Linked DNA regions of Mus musculus: regions 2 and 3 are each linked to region 1. A link is a contact called in public HiChIP or PLAC-seq and Micro-C data. All regions are on one chromosome and are shown on one strand. The core of a region is the stretch at or near the end of the contact, and the rest is flanking DNA. Distances in the headings are between cores, read along the strand shown. Region 1 holds the start of Gfra1 (glial cell line derived neurotrophic factor family receptor alpha 1). Region 2 holds the start of Shtn1 (shootin 1). Region 3 overlaps Atrnl1 (attractin like 1).

Region 1 (4,968 bases), core at 1,793-4,292:
ACTTTGCTTGTCTCCAGGAACCAATGGAAGAAAGGTGACCCAGGAGCGGCCCTAGTTCTGTTAGCTCCCCAAACCAAAGCATGTGGCCTGCAAGCAGAATTCTGGCTATTCCTAAGATTTTTTAGAAGCGGCAGCTGATAGTCCAAGCTTCTGTATTATAAATGTTAGTGAGTCTCAGTGAAGAATGAATGTATGGGACACTTCGGAGGTCCACTTGCAGACTCCCCTTAAATCCCACTGGAATGGGCAGTTGTGACTGCTACTCATGTGCATAACTGTGGTTGAACCTCAGCAGCTGGTTCAAAACCCAGCTAATCTAAAATGACAAATGGTTTTCCACCCATGTATCTTTGAACTGGTGTGGTGGGGGGATGAATAGAGAGCAGAGTTCACTGGCTCTGTAATACTTCTTCATCCCATGTCATAAGAAAAGAAAAGAGGACACGCCAGTGGGACTACTACTCTCTACACGCAGTGAAAGCCTCGGGTGGGCGGCTGAAAGGTGGGTTCTAAGGAGTCCCCACTCTGATGTTCTAACTAGGTTTCAGGAAGGTCAGTGGGGTCCCAGGGGTGCCCCCACCCCCTCATGGATTTTCCAACAACCAGCTCCAACAATACTGCTCAGCTGCAGCAGAAAACACCAGCTGCCTCTGTCCCTAGAGGCCAATGAAAGGTCCTCATTCCGCAGCTGGGAGAAGTGAGCAGAGGATGAGATCAGCCAGCTTAGCCCCAGTACCGGACTGGACTGAGGTTGCCTCTGGCCTTCTGAGAGGAAGCCCGGCACGCTGGTGGGGGCAGTAGTGCATACCCTGCAGGCTCTGGTACATGCTCCAGTAGATACGCAGACAATTCTTCTCTTTCTTCATGCCCCGCTTGCAGCGGCAGTTGTAGAGAGACTTCTGCTTCAAGGCCTCCATAGCGCTGCGGCACTCATCCTTGGCCTCGAGGCCGGATGTCAGGCTGAAGTTGGTTTCCTTGCCCGCCACGCACTGCCTCAGTGTGCGGTACTTGGTGCTGCAGCTCTGTTCCTTCAGGCACTGATCACTGGCTTTCACACAGTCCAGGCGGTCCCCACCACTCACCTCGGCCGACATCAGCAAATCTACAGGGTGAACAGAAGAACGTTTGAACGCAGCAGACTAGTGGGTACCCTGATTCCAGGTCCCGGGAGGGCAGGGCATGATAGACCTCCACCATCATTCTGAAGGGGCAGATTAGGTAGGAAGCTGGTCCACCCCTCTTCTGGAATTTTCTCACCCCGGGAATACTGCCATCACGCCCCTCCCCGGCTCAACAAGGAAGGTTCCACTGGCTGCCTTAGCGGGATTTGCCGGGGATCCCGCGCAGCCCCAGCGTCCCAAAGCAGAAGCAAGCACTCCTGACCCGCTGGCTGCCCCGCCTCCCCAGGCACCCGAGGCTGCAGTGTCTCCTGGCCAGCAGCGGGCAAAAGGGCACTGAGCTGAACAGCGAGGCTGGGTGCTTGGCACCCTTAGCGCTCTGAACGAAAGGCAGACGAGTGCCACAGTCTGCCCCGCGGGTGCGCAGAGACGTTTTTCCCTTAAAAGTTTTCCATTCCAAGTTTGCTCTCTTCCGACCCCAGCGGTATTTGACCACACTCCACCTGCCGGAGCGTCTCAGGGAGCTCCGACTTCCAAAGGGGAGTAACGCCCTGGGATGGAAGCCTACGACCCCTCAATTTTCCACCAGGCTGGGTTATTAGTTTTTGTTTTGTTTTGTTTCTCACCCCCTTTAAACACGGCAAAATAAAATCAACCGCTCAAAGACGCGCCAGCACTGCTTCCCAATCCCAGAGATTCTTGAACCTCTTCACCCCCTAGCGAAACTTCTTCCACCCACACTCAAGGCACCCACCCGCAATTCTGGAGTGGCTGCCGCAAGGGACCCCCCAATGAAAGACTCTGGATGAGAAAGCCAGCAGCGGTCTCGACTTACCCAGGAGTGGCAGCACGAAGTACAGAGTGGCTAGGAACATGGTGCCGCCGCGCAGCTGGTCCCCGCCCCCCCAAAATCCAAAGCCGCCACCGGATCTCGCGGAGAGAGCTCAGCGTGCAGAGATCCCCGGGCGACTGCGCTCCTCTGGCCACTCAAAGTTAAGCTCCATCCAGGGTGAGAGCAGACTCCCCGTTGCTCTGCCGCCCACCGCCGCCAGGGACTCAGCTCCGAGCGGGCGCGAGGGCGGGAGGCGGACCCGCTTTTAGGGGTTCAGTTCCGACCCAACCTGGAAGGAAGAGCGCGCTTTGAAATGAGAGCCCAGAGTGCTGAAGCCTCCAGCTCCCGCCCCTCTCCCCTCCCCCGCTCCCGCCTCGGGGGACTTCTCAACGCTACCCCCACTCGGGTCCGAGAGCAGGAGGTGCGAATTCATCTATTACGGGCACGAGGAAGCTCCGGAACCCGGGTTCTGGAGCTGGTAAGGTCCGCTAGGGCTCCCAACGTTCAAAGCTGGAGGATATCGCGCACAACCCAAGAGGCTGAACGCAAGCAAATAAATAACCATTACTTTCAGAGCAAGCGCCGGAAGCTAGCTGGCGCTGCCCGGAGTCGGAGCCTCGGTGGCGAAGGCTTCTTAGCCAACCCCGCTGGACCAAGACCCTGCTCCGGCTCCGGGAAGTTGGCCGCCCTCCCTGGCTCTCGCCCGACCACTCACTTGCTGGCTCGATCACTAGCGTTCTAGCTCTTCTGTCCCCGGCCACCGATCGCTACCCCAGTCACCGTCATCCCCTCCCCTGGACGAGCCTCTCTTCCCAGGCAGTCCGGCAAGAGGAAACTGACATCCCGCATCCCGCCTGGTACTGAAACCTGGCTTCTCCGCCCCTACTCCTACCTGCCGCTCATCCTGGGCTCCTTCCTAGACTTCAGTGCTTCACACGCACTTGCCTAGCGCCCGAACTCCTGTGCATCCACACCACTGCCCCGTGAGAGCGAGCTAGTCCACAGCATCTGCACACCCCAGCAGGTGCAGCCCCGCACCACTAGCGCCCCCCTGGCCCCAAAGTTGGAGGACGCCAGCAAAATGGAAAGGGATGGCTGGAGGGGAGGTGGCGATGGGTTCTCAAGTGGAATGAGAAAACTCTAAATGCCACGAACCTGAACCCAATTGACCGGTGTCCAGCTGCAGCGAGTAGCCAGTGTTTGTTTATTTATTCTTTGGGGTGTCCCCGCCTCCTCTTTCTCTTTCCGGCCTCACTTTCTCTGTGCTAGGTAAAAAAACGATGCCACAATCTGCTACAGCTCGGAGGACAGAGTTGGCCAGGACGATTTCCGAGCAGACCTCCCCGCCCCGGCTCGATGCCCGGTAGGGATGTCAGCGGTTATTGGAAGCGGTGGGAGGATAGCATGCCCAGATTGGTTTTGGCTAAAGGCCCCTCAGGCTGCTTCTGCTCCTGCCTCCGGGCAGCGCAGGGCCGGCTCTTCTGTGAAGCGCAGTTCCTCCGTCCGCCACAGCAGACTTACAGGCTGGCTGGCGGTGGGACCCAAGGCCAACAGGCAAGCAGGCTCAGGACCCGCAGCGCTACGCCGCCGCCGTCGCGGAGACTGCGCACCCCCACCCCCTTCAGTGCACAAGGGCTCTTTCTTTAGTGCAACACAGCAACCCATCCAGACCCTTTTGAACACAAAGTTGTTTTTTTTTCTCCACGTCATTCGCGGCTGTGACTCAAGACTTGGCAAGATTCAGACTCACTCAGACCTAAGCCCTGAGCGGCGATCCGGGATGCACCCACCCATTGATAAAATGCTTGTGCGAGCTCATGCACCTCTCTCCTCCTGGTATGACAGCGAGACAAAGCAAAGTCCACCCCAGCCCACTGCACTGAAGTCTGATCAGACCCAGCTTTAGGTAATTTTATAAGATGATTTCCATCTTTACTGTTTCAAGAGTAAATTTTTTTTCAAAAACATTTTATAAACAGAACACATCCACAGCCCTTCACCCCAACTTCAAGGATCGCTCCAGCGATGCTGCTGAACCCCGCTCTCCGTGACACCCGCTGTCCTTTAGGGGTCCAGAGATCTGTCTAGAGTATGTCCGTAGTAGTGTTTGACCGACCAGCTCGCTGCTTGGGGCTTGTGTCAGAGATCTTTTCTATGTCCAAGTTCATCATCTCTCAGGAAAACAGAGTTTGAATCGAATCTATGAGCCCAGCTGTCAAATCTGCAAACCCATCACCACAGACAATGGGCCGCCAAGGAGAACAAAAAAAGAGACGCTCTTTTTTTGATCCAGAGTGTTAATTGAAAAGGGCAAAGGCTTTAGTTTAAGGCGTAAGGGCCGGGAGAAGAGGAGGAGGGATGGGTAGCCCTCCATTCAAGTACACATCAGCCAGGCGTGCCCTTCAGCTGTGGCGGCTGTAGCATTGTTTGGAGTCCTCAAAGAGTCTGTGCCTCTGTGAGCAACCTGAACCCAGGGGACATCCCGCCAGTGCTAGCTCCTCCTTTGCCTTGCACGTGTTCCTCAGGGGCAGGTATGAAGTGTCTGAAGCCTTCGCCAGGAACCCCTCCCCCGGTGTCACATTCAATCACACCAGACTTACACAGATTTCCAGTTCAGTGTATCAGTTTACACTCCGTCGTTGAGTAAACAAAGAAAGCATATGTCACATTTTTTTTGCGACAGATGGTTCGATCCAAGGGCTACTTAAGTTCTTTCTCTAGCGATAGTCAGAAGTCTACAGGGTGGAACTACTGTGGGAGATGGAATTGAGTCTTCCAATCAGTGTCTCTGCGTACAGAAGCAGATTTCCATATTTTCACACCAAGGCAAAAATCTCCAGGAAGTGGATGTTAATGAGAAGACTTAGCTGAAGACTCCCATTGATGCTGAAAACATAAAACCCCCCTCCGTTGTCCTATTTCATAAGTGAGTGGGAATATTTTTCTCTGTCAATTCAGTGCTTTTCTTTGGGGACCACTTTGGGTGGTTGAAGAATAGTTAAGTTTCATTTAAGACAC
Region 2 (4,968 bases), core at 1,372-3,871, 620 kb after region 1:
AGCCAGGATGATCTGATTCACTATCTATAGCTACGGAGTCCGAAACAGGGGCCTTGTGCATGTTAAGTAACTGATAGTTGTTACAGAAACAAAAACATAAACATGTTAGCAGTGAACAAGGAAAACGGAGCATCCAACCAAAAATCTTCTCCTTGTTCATATTAGGTTGGGAGACTGACTCACCATGGCAACAGCTCACCATCACCACAAAAAAACCTGACCATAATACTGGTATACCCAAAGACCTGGTTGCCATGTTTACACCTCAAATCCCCAACTTCCCAGCTAATTCCACAGGTAAAATAGCCATTAAAAACTCCTAAATAAGTCTTTTAACGCAGTCTGGTTTTAAGATATGAAAATCTCACCATAGACTGAACAAATAGTATCTATGTGACCAGTCCAATGTCCAAAACCAAGAGTACTCTCAAGAGACACAAACCTAAGTTCTATTCTCCTGGTACGCCCTTCCTCAGGAAAACAGAACCTTTAGAAATACTAAGGCCACAAATTTGTTTTCCAATACAACACAACAGAAAGCGCTAGACACTTAGGAACCCTCCCTTCTTCAAACATCAGTCCAGCAAAAGGCCTGAGGAGATATGTGTGGATGTGGTCACTGTTAGTGCACTCTGAGAATTACAATAAAATAATAAAAGGAAGTAACATATTTTACTTTGTTTTACAATCATTTGCAAGATGACCATCCATCAAAAGATCTGGTATTAATACCAAAAGTTTTCATAAGTCCAGAGTAATGAATCAAAAGTCTTCGGGTGTGAGACACGGGAAATTGTTATTAAAAGTAAATACTAGTGAAATCCAATCTTCTATGAAAATACTTGAAGGATTACAAATAAGGCATTCTGTCCATCCATTGAGTCACAGGTGCGATGTGGGCTGACTTCAGGCTAATTGCAGATGAGAGGGGGAAATGAAAGCAATTAACACCCATTCTGGATTTCTAGATGCCACATAGGGAAAAGTGCTTCATCCATTTCAGCGAGGTTAGGTAACTCCCCTGAGGTCACACAGTACAGTGCTGTGGAGCCCTTTCTGCGGAAGTGTGGCTGATGGATTTGAAGAGCAGCAAGCGGCTCAAGTCCTTGCTAGGACCTCTTAAGCCACCTGGCTCAGTCACAAGACTCAGTGATGGGAAGACACCAACTTCCTGGAGAGCTGAGTCAAGAAGAGGAATAGGACCATTGAGCAGGGCCCTTCCAATGTTAGCAAGTCCTGCAGCAAAGAGCATGCATGACCTTTTACCTCCTAAACCTGTGCAGTTCCTCTTTCTTGACCCATATTCTCAAACCACACTTTGAACAGGATAATTAGTCGTGGTATTTTTAAAGTGTGTCAGATTAACTGTCTCTAGGATCTTGCTTTGTTCACAAATGTTCTGATGGCAATCATTAGCTACCAAGCGGTAGAGAAAAGCATGCAAAACGGCCTGGATTTCCAGCCCCAGCCCCGCTTCCTCATTAAGCCCCACACAGGCAGGGTGTCGACTCACTGACTAATAAATTGCTAAAAATGGGAAGTGATAAGAACACATCGGTTCCCTGAAAAATCCCAGCTGGGTAAAGAAAAAGGAACTAGACCGAACCCAAAAGAAGGGAACGCTGCAGGCCCAGGAACGCCAAAGTGTGCAAGGGTGCGGCCTCAGCTAGGAGCCAGGCCAACTGAGCCACTACCCGGCGCCCAGCGATCCTACCCTACCCGGCTCGCTACTCCCGCGTGGACTGAGGTGCGTGCCCTGACCCTGTCCACGCCCGACGCGTGTCCCTTTGCCCGGGTCGCGCGCCCTAGTCCTGCAGGGCGCGCGATCCCACTGCGGGAAGACGCTGCAGCTCCTCCGCCCAGGGCGCTGCACCCCATGGCGCTTGGGGATGCGGGGTGACCGCGGCGGCCTCACGGTCCCTTGGCCACGGCTGGCACCTGCGGCTGCGCCCAGAGCTGTCCCGCCCGAGGCCGCTGCTGGGCACCTGCGGCAGCCGGCCCACCTACCTTGCTCCTTCAAGCTGGTGATGAGCTGCAGCTGCTTCTCCTCGTCCGAGCTGTTCATTTTGGCGGGTGGGGCTGGGGATAAAAGGCAAGGAGGGAGAGGCGAGGGGGACACGGGGGAGGGGGAGCAGAAAGCAAGATGCCGGTGGCGCGGCGTGCGGCTGCACTACCCGGAAGTTGGGATCGCTCCCGCTCCTCCTCCTCCTGGCGCGCCGCACGCGGTGAGATCATCCCACGCACCTACTCGCGGGCCCTGGCTGCCCCACCTGCGGCGGGCGGGTCTGGGCGCCTGGCCCGGTAGGGGCGTGGGCCGCTGGAGGCGGGTGAAGTGTCACGGCCCTGGGGCGCCTGCGATCCTCCCAGGTGGCTGTATGCGGTTCTGCTAAGGCCGCCGCTGCGCCAGGCTTTCCACCCGAGGCGCGCACCATGGAGACTCGACCCGGGTTCCCCAGGTCCGCCACCCTAGAGCTGGACAGCGGATCTGAGCAGGACCGGACGGACCCCAGAGGACCAGGCTCCTATCCTAGTTCTCAGTCACTGCTCATTGGAGCCAGGGCTGGAAAACCCTCTGTTCTACACCATGCACCTGTCCACCAAGCAAGTGCATGTTTGCAGTCTGTCTGGCTAATTGAGTCACCGCAGTCTTGAGGAGTAGGGGGTAGTGGGTAGCAGTCTGAGGGAGGGAGGGAGGGAGGGAGGGAGGGAGGGAGAGAGAGAGAGAGAGAGAGAGAGAGAGAGAGAGAGAGAGAGAGAGAGAGAGAGAGAGAGAGAGAGAAGAGGTGATGGGGGCGTGGCAGTCTGATCGCAGTTCCAGCGTGTGTGAAGAGGCCAGAGTCAGAACCTGGGCCCTGCCTCCAAGTGCCTCACCAGGCCAGAACTGCAGGGAAGGTCATCTGGTTCCGGTGGGAGGATCTTGCATCTTGGGGAGGCTGGCACTGCACTCTGAATACCCAAGGTCACTTTGTTGCATGACAGGGAGCCTCCTGTGTAAGGACTGAAGACAGTCCTTGCCTCTCTTAAGGACCCTCGGTGGCATTTACACCCAACTCTGGGGTAGACCTGGGCAAACATATCTAGGCAGGCTTGCATTCTCCAACTCTAGTTCTCCTAACATTTGCTTGACTCTCCCAAGCTCTGGAATTGGTCTAAAGAATGGAAATAATAAAGCATACTCTTTTAGAATTTAAAAAATTGAACAGGGAGAGGAATTTGACCACAACATCAAATCTAAAAAATAGAAGTGCTTGTCTAGCATGCGCTAAGGCCCCACAATCCATCCGGTCCACCTCCAATAAGGTGGACCGAATGGATAGGTATGCCGCCTGCTCTGCGCAGAGGATTTTTTGTTTTTTATGATTACAGGTGTTATGGTTGCTAATAACAAGTTGAGAAAAGCACAGTTCTTTATTCCAATCATTAAGCGCTCCAGATAAATCCGGGTTAAGTGAGCCTTCTGCACAGCCCTCGTTTTCTTCATCCTCTCTAAACTCATATAGAACACCAGCTCTTCATTCCTTGCGTCTCAATTTAGGCAAACGCCCCAACTCGGCTGGTAGTGGCCCTGCCAGGAGACGTGTATTGATATTCCCATAGATCCTATTACCAGTATCTTTCTGGTACTCATTATTCATACCATCTCGTGGTGACCGTTGAAAAATCAGAATCGGCTATTCCCTTTTAAGAAATGGCAGTGGTTTAGAATGCATAGTTTAACTGTTCGGGTGGCCTGAGGTGGCAGTGTGGATTTCTAAGTAAAAAGAATGAAAGATGGAACTTTATGAAATTATTTCAGTGTGGGGATTTTGCTATTTGGTCCTTCCTGGAATGTTTCATAAGAATGTTTCATAAGTTCAAAATATTTTCCAGTCAGCTACAGTGATGATCATAAAGATTGGTATAGGCTCAGGACACACAAGACCAAGTTCTCTGCCCAAAGATTTGCCCCAAAAGGACAAAGGTCAAGGAGTAAGAAACAAAGACAGGAGATAGAGGATGAGGGAGAAGGAAAAGGGAACAAGGGAGGAGGGGACATGGTATTTGTCCTAGAAAGACAAAGGACAGCCTCTAGATGGGAGCCAGACATGGCCCATAGGAAAATGGTGGTTTATATAAGGTAAGGGGAGAAACCCTATGTTAGGATGAGGTGTTTAATTTTAATTGGGCATGTTAATTAGGTGAGTCAAAGGGGCTTTTGTTTCCCGGACTTCAACACTTAGATTGCTGAACCTTGGTAGTCAGCCTCAGGAGGAGGGAGTGGCCAAATAAGGGAATAGATTTTGATGGTTAGTTTTAGCAATGTAATCTAATGGTTTTTAGCCAAGACAGGGGGAATAGAAGAGAAGGGCAAGGCTTGCCAGAGCCATGCTTGACATGTTAACATGCCTGGGGTAGTTAGAGCTCCTTCAATGATCCCAAAAGATAACCACATGGTCTTTCTCCTGGGGTTACCTTTTTAGTCCTAGGACTTGAAAGGTAGGAGATATGCGAGTTTTTAGCCAATTGCATGACCATATGAGGATGGGCTGCCACCAGGTGTTTTGTGAAATGAATGATAATTTATTTCTAGAAACACACACACACACACACACACACAGAGAGAGAGAGAGAGGAGATTCAAGTGATCAGAAATAACTACCTAGCTTTGTAAGGCAGCCATGAAGCTTGTTAGCCTATGACCAAACCCAAGGAACCAGAAGTACCTTCTCCAGCTCCATCACAGGGAAGCAGGATGTCCTGTTGATATTTAGATTGGTTTACAAATCTCCACTCTTTTAAATGGCTGATAGAATTGTCAATTCCAACAACAGTATGATGTCTGGGGAGTTTGAGAGTCTCAAATTGAAATGTTTTGGCCTCACAGTGAATCGGTGGCTCATTGAAATGAATTCCATGTACCCTCTTTGAATTAAAATAGCCACCTGAAAAACAAAGCCCTATTATCCTGAGGCCATGCTATGAATTATT
Region 3 (4,968 bases), core at 763-3,262, 570 kb before region 1:
CTGAGGATCAGTCAAGAGAGGGAGGACTGAGGATCAGTCAGGGGAGGGAGGACTGAGGATCAGTCAGGAGAGGGAGGACTGAGGATCAGTCAGGGGAGGGAGGACTGAGGATCAGTCAGGAGAGGGAGAACTGAGGATCAGTCAAGAGAGGGAGGACTGAGGATCAGTCAGGAGAGGGAGGACTGAGGATCAGTCAAGAGAGGAGGAATGAGGATCAGTCAGGACAGGGAGGACTGAGGATCAGTCAAGAGAGGGAGGACTGAGGATCAGTCAGGAGAGGGAGGACTGAGGATCAGTCAGGAGAGGGAGGAATGAGGGTAAGTCAGGAGAGGGAGGATTGAGGATCATCAGGAGAGAGTGCATTACTAAGGATCCAACAGGACAGGTTGACAATGACTAAAACATTTTGCTCTCAGGCAGAACCTGCAGTTATGGTTCATGCAGAGGTGGTGGTGGCTCCACAACACACATGGCTCACATGCCTTATCTACATAGCGAGTACTCGTATGCATGCACTCAGCTGTGATAGTTGATCTATGTTGAGGAAATGTAAATGTAGATGGTTATGCAGCGAGGATTAAAGGCAACAGAGAGGAGCCAAGTCAACAGCCTACTGGAGTCCAGGAAGGGAGTCAAGCCATATGCAACTGTTAACTGTTTGGTTTGGTTCTGCCTTCTGCTCTGAGCCCTGTGTGTGTGTTTGCATCCTCCGCACCCGTGACACTGCTGAGAGAATAAGATTTCCTGTAGTTTGGTGGGCAGGAAAACATACTGTTGATAGGGAGCTAGGCCATTGCATAGTGAATTTATCTCAGTGTCCCAGGATCCTTGGCCAGTATTTACATTACATCCCACATGCAACAACTGTCAACCACGTACTCCCAAATTTATTTTGTCTATAAAAATGCTTTTAAAATGATGCATCTTGGTCATTAAATAACAGTGTTAATAATTTTGAGTTAGTACTAAACGTATCGCTTTAATGCTCTTCCAATATGTCCTGAATGAAAAGAGAAAGTGATAAATGTGAGAAGTGATTTAGGTCAATATTTTTAAATTCAATAAAACACGAGTCGAAGGACCTGTACCATCTCTACGATCATATCAATGTATATGACGGAGGCCCCTCCTGTAGGTCGCTTCTGGAAGCAGAGTGGGCCCGTGACGCGTAGAAAGCTTTTGTTCCTGTGATCCTGTGTGTCACCTGTTCTTTGATATTGACTGATCCTATTTCAGAAGTATCAAGTCACTTTCTATTGGATTATCCTCTGTGCCAGCCACATGGCTTTCTGTCAGGCTAAAGTTCTGAATTTAATGACTGATTAGAAGTAATCTAGACCCGTAGGAGGGAATCAAAGTGTATGCTGTGAGCTTGGCTAGGATCACGCCATTAAACTAAATCTCTTTTTGGTGTAGTGGGTTGAGAACTCAGACCTGTGTGAGGCCTGTTTGGAATACTTCGTTCTGCAGCTTTTTAAGTGATCATAATTGTCTTTATCATTTGAGAATTTTTAGTAAAATTCTGATTTAGTAATAACAAATGATTTGAACCTTAGAATGCTAACCTTTATGCTAGATTTTTTAAAAAAATATATTGAAAGTACTATTTTAATAATAGAAGACAATTTGTAGCTAGTCATTCCAAAGTAGCATTATTAACTTGATAGCAATTTCACTTTCATAATCCCAAACCCGGTGCTGCAAATGAACATAAAAATATTGTATCTGACCATTGGCTTCATGGATTCAAAATAGTCAGAGTGAAAAAAAAACCAGCCTGTATCATTATTTATTGGTAAAAATCAGAACCACTTGTGTTATCATTTAAGGTAAGTAATTTTGAAAACATGAACTCTAAAGTGAAGACACACATACTGTTACCTCATCTGAAGTGATTACATTTAAGTACAGTTTTTAAACTAGCTGTCTTTTGTTAATGTACTATGTAGGGAGGCCTTTGCTCCACCCTTCATATGTATCATTTCACGTTAGACATTCTGCTGAGTCAGTCTGCTGAGTCATAGTTTCCTTTGCTTCCATCTCACTGGGAAGTACAATGAGGTGCAGCAAGCCCAAGTAGGTTGATGTGGTCCCAGTGTCAGTGAGCAGGGCAAGCATTTGAACCCGAATGTGTCTGACTTGCAGAACACCTCCTAACTCTCACGTCTGATGGAGTCCCCGCCATCGGTATCACCGTGACGTATGCCATATATATTACCACGTGCGCGTTCATGATACATGTGACTGTATTGGTTCATGTATTTGTGTGCATCAGCATGCATGTGGCGTGTATACCTCTGCTTTCGTGCAGGAGCACCGGCAAACATGTGTGTGCTTGTGTGGGAGCCAGAAGCTGAGGTCAGATGTTTTCTGTATTTTTTGCTGAGATGGTCTATCACTGAACCTGAAGCCCTCAGTTTGGGCCTGGCTCTGCGGCCCTGGGCTCCTCTTGCTTCAGCCTCTAGCACTAGGATTACAGGGGCACTGCTACCCCCAGCCTTTTCACATGGATGTTAGGAATCCCACCTCGGGTCCTCAGACTTGCACAGTAAGCATGTTAACAACCAACCTCTCCTTACAGCCTCAGCTTACAACTTTTAAATGACTTAAAATATGTAGACCGTATTATGATCTCTTTGGCAACCAGTGTGCTGAGTTACAAACCTCCGGTGCTCTGTGCTGTTGGTGAACTTCCATCTGTCTGGAGGATGCCTCCTTGGCGGAGGATATCGTCAAGATACCTCTTATAAAGCAATTTCTGCTGCTGTGGTGTGCAAATCCTTGTTTTCTAGAGATAGAAATACCCAGCTGTTCCTATAGAGGTTTGAAAATGGGGTCCCAGAATCGAGAGGTGAGACAAAAGCCTCCATCCCTAACCCAGAAACTCTCTCTAACTGAGAAACCCTAGCAAAGCAAAGTTTGTTTCCCTCAGTGGAGGATTGAAGGGTTTCACACCACCATTAAGCGTGGACCCCATGGCCATCTTGGATAGCAGACACCGAAGAACTCAGTGGCAGCTTAGACGTTTTGTGTCTCATGATGCTTGGTCAAGGCTTTATTTATTTAAACCTTACAGATCTTTCCACATATATTATGTTTTTGTGGGATTTCTGTGTGTGATGACATACGTGTCTCTGTGTCGACGTGTTTCTCGTGCTTTTCCTCTGGCTCTTTTCTTCTGTTTGTTGCTTGTTTTTATTCTATGATTTTTAGTTGCCTATTTGTTTTCTAAGGAGAGATGGATGGGGAGGGTGTGGATTTGGGTGGGAGAGGAGGTAGAGGTGATCTGGAAGGCACGGGGAGGGAAGGGGGGAGAAAGCCATAATCAGAATATGGTGTATGAGAAAAATGTTTTACATTAAAAAATAGGAAAGTCCTTCGCTCTAGACATCCTTCATTGTGGAGAGCTCTGTGAGTGGGATAAACTTAACTGCTGAGGAAGGACAAATCTTAGAGGGGATATGAAGACACAGCAGGGACCTGCTAAGTTCTCTGTGTTTCACAGTTAACTGGACAAGGCCATGGTCACGAGTTTTCTAGGTCTGAAGTAACTTTTAGTGTCCAGACGCTGTATCCACAGCGTTCATGCTCTGTGACTGCGGCATGTCACTCTGACACAGGCAAGGCTCTTTCTTTGGATTCGTGGCACCCCATCTTGGCATCAGCCATGCCCTTACTTGGTTCCTCCCATTTCTCCTTAGCTGGCTTCATCCTAGAGACTCCTCCATGCTCCCCGGGGAAGGCAGGGCCTGGGCAGTAACCTCCTCTGCTACTTCCTGGTCTCATGGAGGCCACTTCCCGGGCCTTGCCCGTGTTCCTCATGCGGAGGACTTCAGCCCTGCAAGCGGCCATGGCTAACAGTGTGCGCCAACATAGCTGACACCCCCACCCCGTGGATTCCTTAAGGAAACCCCTTGCTCCCCTCACTCTGTGGTACTGAGGCAGGCAGACATCCAAGATTCCAGAGGAGAAAGAATTCCATCAGGTTGGAGGAAAAGGCGGCAAAAAGCCGTGTTGCCAGTGGTGGTCTGAAACGCCATTTACCTGGCTCTGCTATTATTCATGAACGGTAATATTTCATGAGGATACTGTAAAACTTTCCAACAATTTGTACTTCTAATTTGTTATGACTAGTACATAAATGAAAAGAAAACATTTTAGCTCGGAGTCATTATTTTGATTATCAACTTTGTGCATTCTCACTATTTATAGCTAAGCATGTAACTTTCACACAATTTAATGTTTAATAGTACAGTAATAAAATGAAAACGTAAGATAGTTGTGCAATTTTTGGGGTTCATATTTTTTAATGTCAACTTACACATCACTTTCTAGTTCTGAAAAGTCAGCTTACAAGTGGCTTTATAGGAAAGTATCATTTCCTCACATTTCAAAGTTTATTTTTAGGGTGTAGGGAAACACTAGAATTTTCCCTCCCTTTCCTCTTTTAGAATTCGAATCAAAAGCACTTGAGGATATTTTCTCTTACTACACACTTTTTAATTTACCTGTTATTTTACCCGGTGGCAAAGTCTAAAAGATTCAGGTCACCTTGCTCTGTGTCATGTTATTCTGCGTTTAAAGGATCTGTGTCACCAGATTCTAAATTGTGAATTTTGTTTAAGTTGAAAGTCGCAGATAAATCGATGCAGCGTAGACATGTTATTTCAGAATTGTTGTACTTGGCCATTTGGCTACTGAAACGGAAGACCCAATAGTAAAATGTCTTATAGTCCCTCCTGAGTCCAGAGAATGCAGCTCTAGAAGAGGCAGGGTGCTGGAGTCATGGGTAGTGTTCCAGTGGATTTTGTCTGGACCAAGGGCTGGGTGTAGAGAAGGGAGGTGGGATTTCTCACTGCTCACTGGTTGCTAACATTATGATGATGCTGAAGAGCCTCTAGTCCTTCCTTCTTTAAAGGAAACCGAGGCTCACTCAAAATAATGATGCCTGGCAATATAATCCAGAAC

What was found. HiChIP or PLAC-seq counts read pairs in DNA pulled down with a chosen protein or histone mark. Hi-C and Micro-C count contacts between places; a contact is called where the count stands out from the background.
Region 2: a contact with region 1 is called in a Micro-C map of embryonic stem cells, with 2.0 times the contacts expected there. The contact joins the promoter of Shtn1 here to the promoter of Gfra1 in region 1. A contact is called at or near these places in 1 of 484 Hi-C or Micro-C datasets (embryonic stem cells) and 1 of 115 datasets of contacts at active chromatin or transcription factors (pancreatic cancer cells).
Region 3: a CTCF HiChIP or PLAC-seq map of the NIH/3T3 cell line shows a contact between it and region 1, with 5 read pairs. The contact joins the enhancer-like site here to the promoter of Gfra1 in region 1. A contact is called at or near these places in 17 of 39 promoter capture datasets (the C10 cell line, the HPC-7 cell line, HPC-7-derived erythroid cells and 10 more), 5 of 15 datasets of contacts at CTCF or cohesin (the NIH/3T3 cell line, embryonic stem cells, large pre-B cells and 2 more), 29 of 484 Hi-C or Micro-C datasets (the C10 cell line, the C2C12 cell line, CD4 T cells and 12 more), 21 of 115 datasets of contacts at active chromatin or transcription factors (T-cell acute lymphoblastic leukemia, bone marrow-derived macrophages, craniofacial prominence and 13 more) and 3 of 9 other capture datasets (adipose tissue, embryonic stem cells and macrophages).

Annotation. Positions count from the first base shown.
Region 1 is chr19:58,452,356-58,457,323 of GRCm38.p6, forward strand. Gfra1 (glial cell line derived neurotrophic factor family receptor alpha 1) reads right to left here and starts at 3,043. Exons shown (of 11, transcript NM_010279.3): 1 at 2,843-3,043; 2 at 1,954-2,239; 3 at 809-1,102. The coding sequence starts at 1,993. It overlaps Gm41876 (a long non-coding RNA gene), which reads left to right and starts at 3,794. Exons shown (of 3, transcript XR_877966.1): 1 at 3,794-3,856.
Region 2 is chr19:59,073,448-59,078,415 of GRCm38.p6, forward strand. Shtn1 (shootin 1) reads right to left here and starts at 2,622. Exons shown (of 17, transcript NM_001114312.1): 1 at 2,008-2,622. The coding sequence starts at 2,065.
Region 3 is chr19:57,880,124-57,885,091 of GRCm38.p6, forward strand. The region is part of intron 26 of Atrnl1 (attractin like 1); the gene reads left to right. Among named protein-coding and RNA genes, the nearest start is that of Gm52385, 44 kb to the right of the region's middle. Within about 2 kb of position 2,013, at least 13 of the 459 cell types and tissues checked have an H3K27ac peak or open chromatin away from gene starts, as enhancers often do. A contact at or near this core is called in the G1E-ER4 cell line and the NIH/3T3 cell line, where this site is marked.